Linked DNA regions of Mus musculus: region 1 is linked to region 2. The links are chromatin contacts, called in public HiChIP or PLAC-seq maps. All regions are on one chromosome and are shown on one strand. The core of a region is the stretch at or near the end of the contact, and the rest is flanking DNA. Distances in the headings are between cores, read along the strand shown. Region 1 has its middle 94 kb from the start of Reg3b. Region 2 holds the start of Ctnna2 (catenin (cadherin associated protein), alpha 2).

What was found. HiChIP or PLAC-seq counts read pairs in DNA pulled down with a chosen protein or histone mark.
Region 1: an H3K27ac HiChIP or PLAC-seq map of neural progenitor cells shows a contact between it and region 2, with 4 times the contacts expected there. The contact joins the enhancer-like site here to the promoter of Ctnna2 in region 2. A contact is called at or near these places in 3 of 39 promoter capture datasets (cranial neural crest, hippocampal neurons and stem cell-derived epiblast-like cells) and 4 of 115 datasets of contacts at active chromatin or transcription factors (astrocytes, embryonic forebrain, forebrain and 1 more).

What each region holds. Positions count from the first base shown.
Region 1 is chr6:78,274,489-78,280,111 of GRCm38.p6, forward strand. No RefSeq gene overlaps it. Among named protein-coding and RNA genes, the nearest start is that of Reg3b, 94 kb to the right of the region's middle. Within about 2 kb of position 4,298, at least 16 of the 459 cell types and tissues checked have an H3K27ac peak or open chromatin away from gene starts, as enhancers often do. A contact at or near this core is called in neural progenitor cells, where this site is marked.
Region 2 is chr6:77,977,915-77,983,521 of GRCm38.p6, forward strand. It overlaps Ctnna2 (catenin (cadherin associated protein), alpha 2), which reads right to left and starts at 1,753. Exons shown (of 20, transcript NM_001109764.1): 1 at 1,506-1,753.

The sequences.
Region 1 (5,623 bases), core at 3,048-5,547, 300 kb after region 2:
AGAGACAGTGGACAAGACTTAACATTATTGTATAGGTCTTAACATCTTGGCATAAACTAGTTCATATTTATTTTTTAGTTTTCCTTTTTTAATTTTATTTATTTTTACTCCGACAATTTCATGCATGAATAGAGTAAATATGGTCATATCCACCTTCTACTTACTTCCTCCTATTACCCCCCTCTCATACACACACACACACACACACACACACACACACTTTTCAAACTTATCTCCTCTTCCTCTTTTCTTCTTGGCCTCTGTCTTTGGTCAATAACCCACTAAAATTTAGGTGAGAATGCCGATTTATGCACAGGAGTGGGGCCACACACCAAGCATGGGAACTTTCCAGTTGTGTGCCCACAACGTACTATGATGGTCCTTCTTCCAATAACTGCTGACATTTTTTTCACTCTTCAAATATTGGTGACACTTCTTTCCTAATGAATCTATTAATTTACTAGTGTTTTAAGGACAAAGTTTCCTCTGGGCTATTTATTGTTTTGCATTTGATAATAAATGTGCTGTTGACTAGCTTCAATCTCTGAAGTATTTTGATACTTTGTCTGATATTGTGTGAGGGAAGTACTTTCTTCCCTATGACATATCCTGCAGGACATCCTTCTCTCTCTAAGCTCCAAGAAGCCACCTCAAACACATGCTTGAATCATCTTCCAGTACTTCCCAGGACATTGTGGTCAGAATTAAATTGTATGAGAGAAGAATACCTAAAAATAAAATATACAAATCTTTAAAATAAAGAATAAATCAAACAGATAAACAAACAAAGAATAAAATATAAGTCATGTGACTTTGCCCCATGTTCATAAGCTTCCTTTCATTGTATTTGGACCACTCGACCAGATATCTATTGAGCATCCTAAATATTCATTCCTAGCAATTTCTTAAGGTTCTGCTGCAGTTTTCTGATGAAAGATGAAGAATTACTCAGGCAAAAGAATCTAAAACATGGCTATAATTATTGGTTTATGTAGAGAAGGCCTATGTTTCATAAGGTATTATCAGCTATCTACTATGGTCTGGCTATATATCTATGTGTTGTCTAAATATACCTATTAAAATGTAACTCTCAATATCATGATTGTTTAAGAAGGATCCTTTTGAGGTAAGAAAGTTAGGAGAGTTCAGAACTCATAAATAAAATGTGTGCTAACCCTAAGAGAACTCTACCTCTGCATCAGCTTCTGCTATATCAGATCAGATTTTAGGCCATCAGCAAACACTGATTGTGCTTGCACCTGCATAGCTGCAAAAAGTGCACTTCTGATGCTTGTAGGATATTGACTGAGTTTTACTGAAATACCTGCCTTAACAAAGTCTTTTCCTAGAGACCCTGCAGGGAATGAAAAGACACCAGTCTCCAGAAAAGCAAAAGGGTCACTCTCTTTGCAAATGACTCTAGGTGTTCCAGTTTCTTAAACATAGCTAATTCTGAATGTCCTTCCAAATTAGCACTCAGAATTTCACCCTGTCATCAGGGTCTGCACTGTGGCCTATGAGATTCTCTTGGGCTTACCCACCTTATATTTTATGGACTCCAAAACCAGATATTAGGCTGAAGTGCTAGGTCTAATTTTCACTTTAGTCTGTCTTTGGTCTATCAGAAATCTGAGTCTAGTTCTGTGCAGTCCCGAAGCCTACTGTCTTTCTTTGATGCCGTTTCTTGAGTTGTTTGACCCAAGACTGTTTTCATTCTTTGACATCATGCAAGAGGCTCACTGTCATGTCTTTCAGATACTGGAGCAATTAGGAACATCTGGGTGTCCCAGCATTCATAGAGCATCAGTCAGGTTGCTGTGACATCATGTCAATGTTCTGCCCTGCAGTACGTTCAGTTATCAGCAACAGTAAGATAAGTGCTTCTCCCCATGCAGCCACTTTCACAGTTCTGAGTATTCCCAGAGGCAGTATTGAAATATTTTAGTCCTAGATTTTACTTGGAATACAAACTCAACAAATACCAATAATAAGCAAGAAATTAAGACAGTATGACAGTTAGTTACTATTGTTTAAAAAATATCTAGATTTACATAGGAGTCAAGCCTCCAGTCATGTCTGAGAGGGATTATTTTAGATTAGGTTAATTGAGATAAGAAGACCCATCTTGAATGTGGACAACAATATTTCATGGAATGGATGCTAGACTGAAAAAAATTAAATAAAAAAAAAGAGTGCAAAGTGACCAGCAATGTGTGTCTCTCTGTGTGTCCTGACTGTGGCTCCAATGTGGAGAGCTACCTCAAGCTCCTCCCACGGCGACTTCTTGTCGTGATGGACTGTGTCCAGGAACTCCGACTCAAAATAAAACCTTCCTTCCTTAAGTAGCTTGATGGTTATGCGATAGCAGTGAGAAAAGTAAAATGAATGATAAAGGGAAGAAACTCGTCTCAAAACCAACCACCATGGGTCATTAAAGTTTGTGCCCACTGGGGACAACATAGACATGCATCTTAGAGTCATCTCTATTGGCTAGAACCGGGAGGCTATGTTCATCAAAACCAGAAAAGCATTGTTTGATGTTGTGCCTAAGGGATTCTCCCTATGCCAAACTTCAGCCCTGCTGTGGAATTGCCCCAGCCTCTTCTAGGAGCCAGTGAGGCAGAGATGAAGAGTGCTGACAGCTGGATATCAGGCTGACATATGTCAAAGGAGCACAGAGAGATAGATAATGCAGGCAGGATCCCAGATGCACCTCTACAATGGGTGTGGTCAATATCTTTTATATTATTTTTCAATTTGTTGCTAAGACAATTCCTTATTCATAAGCAGGTCAAGCCCACAAATCTATAGAAAAACCACTTCCATTTTATAGAATATTAAAGCCTAAACAATGTTTGCTCAATGTTTACATATTTGTCAATTATTCCCACTAACTCCATTTCTAATTATTCTATATTCTTTCCTCTCTTCTCCAAGCATCCCCTCAAAGACAGTGAGTCCAGACAGACTATATTATATGTTTCCCTGTTGAAATATATAATACACACAAAGATTGAATTGCATTTTCTTTGACTTCTAGAGTTCTTTTCTTTTCTTTTTTCTTTTTCTTTTCTTCCTTTCTTTTTTTTTTCTTTATTGGTTTTTTGAGACAGGGTTGCTCTGTGTAGCCCTGGCTGTCCTGGAACTCACTCTGTAGACCAGGCTGGCCTCGAACTCATCAATCTGCCTGCCTCTGCCTCCCAAATGCTGGGATTAAAGGTGTGCGCCACCACTGCATGGCTTTCATCTCTGATGTTGGGGTCATCTGAATTTAAACATTAAAATGATTATAACCTAATATAGTGAGAGAAACTCTTGACTTTCGCTCAATCTTTCTGCCTCTAGGCTTGTCAATTTTGTGTCATGATATCTTCTAACTCCTATATAATAGAAAGTACCACCATTTACTAGCAGACACAAAAAGAGATTCCTTGGGACACAGCCTTGTTTTAAAACTTATCAAAGGGCCAACCCCAAGACTTTTCTTTTCAATATGATGCTAGAGACTTGCCAGCCATGGCATTCTCTAATGTAGTAATTTCTGGAATCTCTCCCTCTTCCCATCCCCCATCACTGTCTGGCCGTCTTGGCACCATATGGAACTGCTTTCTAGTTTCCCAGTTTGGGTAGCTCATTCCAGCTCATATCTAGGATGAAAATATATTATGTCTCACTAATCACTGGAGTCGCCTGACTCAGATTTGTGAAGTATTCTGGCTTCCCGCCATATGCTGTGTGTTATCTGTTAGTAATATTTGTGGTGACTGGTGAATTTGTTTCCAACTGGCAATTTTAGGGCAGAGAAGAGCTAAGTGGCTGTGAGTGAAATTGCATTGGGATTCTTCTTTAGAACAATTCCCCAAGGTTCAACTCTGCTCTGCTTGAAGCATTTTAATATGGATGGGAGGCGAAGTCTTCCTTATTCTGTTATTATAGATCCTTTAAAAGGCTAATGAAAAATGCAGCGTGAGGGCTGAGAAGTAGCACAACATATGGTCCCTGGAAAGGGAGGGGCAGAGCTTATGTGATGAATGTGAAAGAGACTCTGACAAGGTGAGGCAGAATCTAATGTAAGGCTGACCTCCTGGGATTGCTTTTCTTCACACCCTAGTGCACTACACGTGAGCAGCTGTTATGGCCTCAGATGGGCTTCTGAGAGCTACCTTGTCTTGATAGCTGTGTCACTATGCAAATCATTACAGAATACATCAAGAAAAAGTGGGTAACTTGGGCTTCCTTCTCAAAGAGTTGAGCATTCTGATCTTCGGAGGAGGTTATAGTGGCAGGATTTTGTTGTTGTGGTCTTGGAAACCTGAATGATTAACAAGGGTTTAATGTTCTGCCAGAGACCTAGTTCTGTGCTGCTACCACAGAAGCATTAAGGATGCTTTCTGGAATGTTGGGGGGGGGGAGCTTGGAACTTGAGCATTTAAGGGCTGTTGAAAGGTTAAATTGTTGGAAGAGAAGTTGGTTTTAATTGAGTGAAAAGTATTGATGTTCGACAGAATTTTAAATGCTTCCTTATTTTTGTTGGAGATTATGTGTTTTAAGGTGGTCTATTTGGATGTCAAGCTGAGAAGGGGTGCATAAGTAAAATTAGTTGTCAGCTTGATTGGATGCAGAAGCACCTAGGTGAAATTCACTTCTCAGTATAGTCTTGAGAATGTTTACAGAGATGATTAATTAAAGAGACATGGATAATCATGAACATGAGGGGGGCAGCAAATATGCTGGACAGGTAAAGAGGGAAGAAGGAGAAAGACTCCTGGTATAGACATTTTGTCTGCTTCCTTGTTGTGAGCTCAAGAGCTTTGCTCCACTATGATGCTCTGATCCATCACAGGCACAGAGACCTAGAACGATGAAGGCCTGGACCAAAACCTCTGAAACCAAGAATAGAAATAAATGCTGTTGCTCTCAAGATGTTTCCCAAGGTGATTTTGTTGCTGTAATGCAAAGTCTAAAACATATACTCTCAGCATGATTAAAGTTTTATCCACAGATTACTATTAACAATGTCACATAGACCATTTCTTATTTGTTTACACACAGAAATATGGGGGACAATGAATTAAACTCTTATAACTTGAATGTTTAATTTTCTCCCTCATATTTGGATTAAAGTTCTGTCCTGGTTTTATTCCTTTACTGTGATCAAACACTCTGACCAAAAGCAACTTAGGGGAAGAAACGATTTTCTTAGCTTCTACATTCAGTGCTCACTGTCATCACCGAGGAAATTTAAGGCATGAATCTAAAGGCAGGGTCACTTGCTATTTCATGTGTAATTATCTCCAGGCAAGGAACTCATTTCATAGTCAAGAAATACAGCAGGAACCATGGAGTATCTGATTAGCTGGCTTACTCACAACATCATGCTTAGCCAGCTTTCTCTTTCAGCCTTGGGCTATCTGTCAAGGGTGTGATGCCACCCAGAGTGGGCTGGACTTTCCTACTTCATTAAACGACCCAGAAAATTTCCAACAACCATGGCTACATGTCAGTTTAACTCAGAAGTCCCTAAAATTGAGAGTCCTTTCTCAGGTGGATCTAGTCTGTGCTAAGATGAAAGTTAAAGCTAACTCAACCAAATTCAATCTCCAGTTGAGGTTACTGCCTAGTT
Region 2 (5,607 bases), core at 503-3,002:
CAAACTAAGTCTTTGATTTTTCAGCTTATTTTTATGCACACAATCAGAGCCCCCGAGACGTTATACTGAAGCAGCATGGCTGTGCCACCATGTATAAGTTAAGCTTTTCAGAAACATTTGCAAACAGAAAAACTGCCATGCCATTCTTGATGAAGACTGAAATGTACTGAAGTGACGCTGAAGACAGCAATGTGAAACACAAGATTCAGTGCAAGCAACTGATGCAAAACTGACCGAAAATTTAAAATTCTCAGGAACAATCTTCCCAGAGCTAATTCAACTTTCCCATTAGTGTAAACACATCTAGGAATAAGTACACAGAACATTTTCCCCCCAAAATGTCAAGATTTCTATAAGGCGGCTGAGCATGACTGAGGGTGCCTGTGCTGTATCCTACCACACAGCTAAAGCTATCAAAATGATATGTTTACAAAACGGCAAAGGAGAGCCTCATTCTTCAATAGCTGGCTAGCCATTCTCATTTTCTTGAAGTTAACCAGGGATGAACAAAAAGTGTTATCTTTCTATTTCTTCAAAGCAAGTTCTCCGGGTGTTTTGCATACCAAGCAAAACACAATGTGTAATGCACCGGTATTAAAGTTGAGAGAGTTTCTGTCTGTGAAGTAGTGACGGAGCCAAGGACACACAGGTTCAAGTCCAAGCTGAATATTAGGCGGGTGGTTTGAAAACATCAATCCAGAAAGGCCTAGAGGAAGGGATTCAGGCTTCCACTGTTGCCAACCTTCCTCACCCCTCCCCTCTTTTCTTTCTTGTTCCCTTCCAGGCTTCTCTTTCCTTGTGGTTTCTCATGGAGACGACAATCACAGCAGAAAAGCCTGGGTTTTAAATTAGTGTGATACACACTGGGAATGTGTAATCCCAGGGGGAAAAAAAGAAAGGAAGAAACTGTTGAAGAGGGGAGTGGGGGACGGTTGGAAACATATCTAAGTGACAACCTCCCCACCCCCACCCTTTATAGCACACATCCATAGATTGTTCCTGGACTCTATTCCTTCCAGTTTCCAGTACTCTGTCCAACTTGACCCTTAATCTTGACAATGTAAAGAACTGCAGGGCATCCTTTGCGCGAGCGTGCCTCTCTTGGTACAGGAAACCAATTTTCAAGAAACCCCCGAATCCGGACAGTTGTACCAGGCAAGGATGCTCCCACCATCCCACCCTCAGGGAAGGGGGTGAGGATAAGAAAAGGAGGGGTGATAAAGAGAAGATAGATAAAAGGTATGCAAAGATGAGCTGAAGGGTGAGTGGCTGAAAGGAAGACAGGGAAGAAAGAAAGGGTGGGAAGGAAGTAGGGCTGGGTGAGAGAAGAAAGGGATGAAAGAAAGGCTGGAAAGGAGAAAGGAGCGGAGAGGAGAGAGGGATGTTGGGAAAGATGAGGGCGGGAGGGCTGGAGAGCGGGAGGGAGGGGAGGACGAAGAGGATGGGAGGGAGGCAGGAAGGGAGGGAGGCAGGCAAGGATGGAGGATGCTCTGCCCGGGACTCACCTCTGTGGGTCGGTGGGAGTTTCTCGCCTCCTCCTCCTCGTCCTCTGTCTGCAGCAGCTGGCGCGGAATGACAGAAGCTGCTGGAGAGGCGGCGGTGGGGACTAGGGCAGCTGCTGCAGCTGCTTCTGGCCGAGGTGCGGTGCCGCCCGCTCCGCCCGGGTCTCCGCCTCACTCAGGGCTGCCAGCAAAGCCGCTCCCCCCTCCCCCCGCCCGCCCCGCGTCCTGCCCAAGCGAGCGGCAGCGGCCCGGATCGCCGCTAGGGGAGGTGGCCAGTGCGCACGCGCGGCCGCTCACTTGCTTGCTCGTTCGCTCGTGCCCGCGACTCGCCCGGGCTGCTAAAGGATGGGCACGCGGGCGCGCCGCCCGGGAGCGCCGCCCGGGAGCGCCGGAGGGGAGGGACTGGAGAAAGGAGCCACAGAGGGCGCAGGTGCCGTCTCCATGGCAATGGCGTTACCCTCTGGGCGGGGACCAGGAGCTGTTGCGGGCCCTGCAGGGAGGGGCTGGACTCCAGAATGATCTGCATAGGGGATGGAGGACAGATGGGGTTCCACACTCAGAAAGACCTTACCACGTGGCAGCAGGAGGCCAGGGCCCGGTGCAGCCCAGGTGGACCTGTAGCCCCGAATGCCAGAGAGCCTGAAAGAGGATGGAACTGTTAGAGAAATCAGGGCTGTGTCTGTTAAACAAACCTCCGTGAAAGCAATTTCCGTGAAAGACATTGTAGTTATCTGTATTAAGCACTCTAGGCATGTTGAAGTATCCAAAATATTTAAGGTCACTCTCTGCTTCATAGGGGTTACATGAGTTGGGAACATGACTAGAGACATGAGTGCCTTGCCAGCCAGAAGTACTGGGAGCTTAGTGATGGGGTCTAACTGCGAGATTTGCTTAGAGGCAAAAACAGTACACCAGTACACCGCTATATACAGGAAGAAGCATAAGTTACAATTGTCTTTGTTCGATCACAGTGCCGATTGACAACTTTGGCTTTGTCTGTACTACATCAAAGCGGAAAAAGTGGAAGAAAGCTTCTGGCAACTTGGAATACAGCCTACACTTTATTCCATCTGGATTCCTGGTTCACTGGATCTTTTGTTCATGTTATACTTAAATGACCCTGTATCACTGGATACATGCATTGCTAATGCCCTTTTATCCTTGGCTCTGTCGCGGTATTTTCATCCACTGTTGCTCCCAAATGGAACGTTTTCAGTTGTTAGGAAATTACATGGAACACAAGTGTCTCACTATCTCTAGACTAACTCTCTATGCTCCTCTTCTTTCTTCCCCAATGTATCCTTGACTGTGTTTTCCTTTCCTATAACCGCTGATCACATTTAAAACGTCTAGGGGAAAAGTGGACAATATCATAAAATGCAGGCTAAACGATGATTTTTAAACACCTTTATCACACAATTGTGCTTCAGGACCACGGACAGTAGCACCGCAGGCCGGCCAGCTTTCTTTCCTCAGTGTTTTCTTTGCTCTCAGCCTATAGAAACTGAAGAAATACTCAGGGGTGGGGAAGGGGGATAGTAAACAAATAAACAAAATAGACGGGCTAGTTAGCTAAATAAATAAAATATACATATCACTTAAAGCATTTGTGCTATAATATATGACCCCCATGAACTGGAGGAGACTGGCTGCTGGCCTTCAACTAGAGTTTGAAAAAAAGCATTGGTTTAGAGTAAGCACTTGCAAGATCTTGTATTGTGGAACTAACAAGAGTCTGGCTGCTGAAGTGCTTCTATAAAAGCAGAGAAACCCTATATCAGAGCTACATGGCGCTATCCAGGAAGCAATGGGCACCTTAAACTCTGAATATTCCCAGAATAAGGACTCAACAGTTCCAGTTAAATGAGGGGAATACTCAAAGGGCTGATTTTTTCCCCTGATATTATTACTCAGAATTTTTTGCTTTTGTTTTTTGTTTTGTTTTGTTTTGTTTTGTTTTGTTTTGTTTTGTTTTGTTTTGTTTAAGACAAGGTTTAACTGGCCTAAAACTCTCTGAAGACCAGACTGGTCTGAAACTCAGAAATCCAAGATCCGTTTGCCTCTGCCTCCCAAGTGCTGGGATAGAAGACTTGTGTCACCACTGTCCACATATTACTGTGATATTTTTCCACTTGTTTGGGTGAATCTGGAAAATTTAAACTGAAATATATAGATTTTTTTTGGTTCTGCTAATTAGGCTTACATTTATAATTCTGCTCTAATTGGCAACAAATTAGTCTACACTATCTGCTTCCCTGTGAAAATGAGATTTCCCTTGGATATCTCTGTAGTGAATATCAAGACTATAAGATATTATTGAAAGAAATTTAAAAGTAATTTGTAAGCTTCTTGTTCATGAAATGTTTAAATTAGTGTTAATTATAAATATGCTACAAAACCATCTCCAATTTCTCATAGCCTGAGCCTATCTCATGCTTTCAAAATGTACCAAATTGTTGTCTGTCAGATTGTCTTAGGAAATTATTCAAGCAATAGATTTAAGGCACAATCAGGCAAATGGCAGCTGATAGTTTTGCTTTCTGCTTCCAAGAAATTTAATAACTCATTTGTATTTTGAAAGAAGGAAAGCCCTCCTTCCTCTTTCTATTGAAAATCCAAACAGAACATGAAATTTGTCATTTTTTCAATTAATAGTATAAACATTATATGTAATGGCATATATGTCATTGAACTCCACAAAGCTATCATTTTGTCCTTTCCATATATCTTTATTTCCTTTGTTGGTGGTTAGATTTTTTTTTTACATCTTTGATTTTTCTGCATTCAAACTGTTGACCCTCAGAAACATAAGTCTTCCATGTCCCCATTTATTCAAAATATAAATGCCAAAAAATAACAGAGTATTGTTAAATCCACACTTTTGTGTTCAAATGGAAAAGTATCATATAAATTAAGGATAATTTTATCTGCAATGGTGTGACATGTAGATTTTTTTTAGAAAAGACTCCCAAACAACACTGACAATCTTAAGTAAAATTACACCTGGAGCTTATACATTTAAATGTCAGAACTCTGTAGAATGGGGCCCTTATTCAGTCTGTCAGCTTTGGAAATTTGTTTCTGTGATGTTCTCCTGAGAAATGTCTCTTTTTAATAGGGTTTCTACCTTAGACTTACAGAAAAACTGAGTGGAGAGTGGAATGTCTATAAATTGTTTACATCTTCCCACACAATCATCTTCCTTTCTAAACTAACCCATCATTATCCCCAAGTCCTCAATTTATAGTAAAGTTTCTTCTTGGTTTGTTGCATACTTTGGATTTTCCAAATAATATAATCATATGTACCACAAAGCATAGCATCACAAGGAATGATTCTCCTGTTCTAAAATATGTCCATGCTCTATCCTTCCCTGTCTTCTTTCACTTCCTGATGATCATTTGTCTCTTGTTATGTTTATTTTTTAATCTTCTAATTATGTATATATGTGTGTGGGTACACATAAATGGATGTGTCTGGGGAAGCTAAAAGAAGATACTAGATCCCTTAATTGGGGATATAAGGTGGTTATGGGCTACACAATGTGGGTGCTGGGAACTGAGCCCAAGTCTCCTACAGAAAAAGTATGTACTGTTAAACCCTGAGCCATTTATCTAGACTCCCATTACCCTTTTGTGTTTATATTCTACCTGCAATTTTACTCCCTCCCACGTTGTCTCACTGGTGGAATCATACTGAAAGTAATTTTTCAGATGAGTTCATTTCATTTGGTAATATATATATATGTATATATATATATATACATATATATGTGTTTGTGTGTGTATAATATGAAATACGTAATGTGTAGTGTGTAATATGTGATATGTAATATATGATATATGTTGTATGATATATTATATATGATGTATGATTATGACAAGTGATAGAATATGTGATATGCACATGAGATGTGAAATATGGTAAACAATATATGAGATATGATATATAATATATAATGTATGATCATATTATATTTCATAAACACACATATATATGAAAGAGCCTGAACCACTCCCTCAACTCATGAATAATTTCATTTCCTGATGATGATTTTCTCTGAATGATAGTCCATTAATACTGGCTGAGACAAAGTTTACTCATT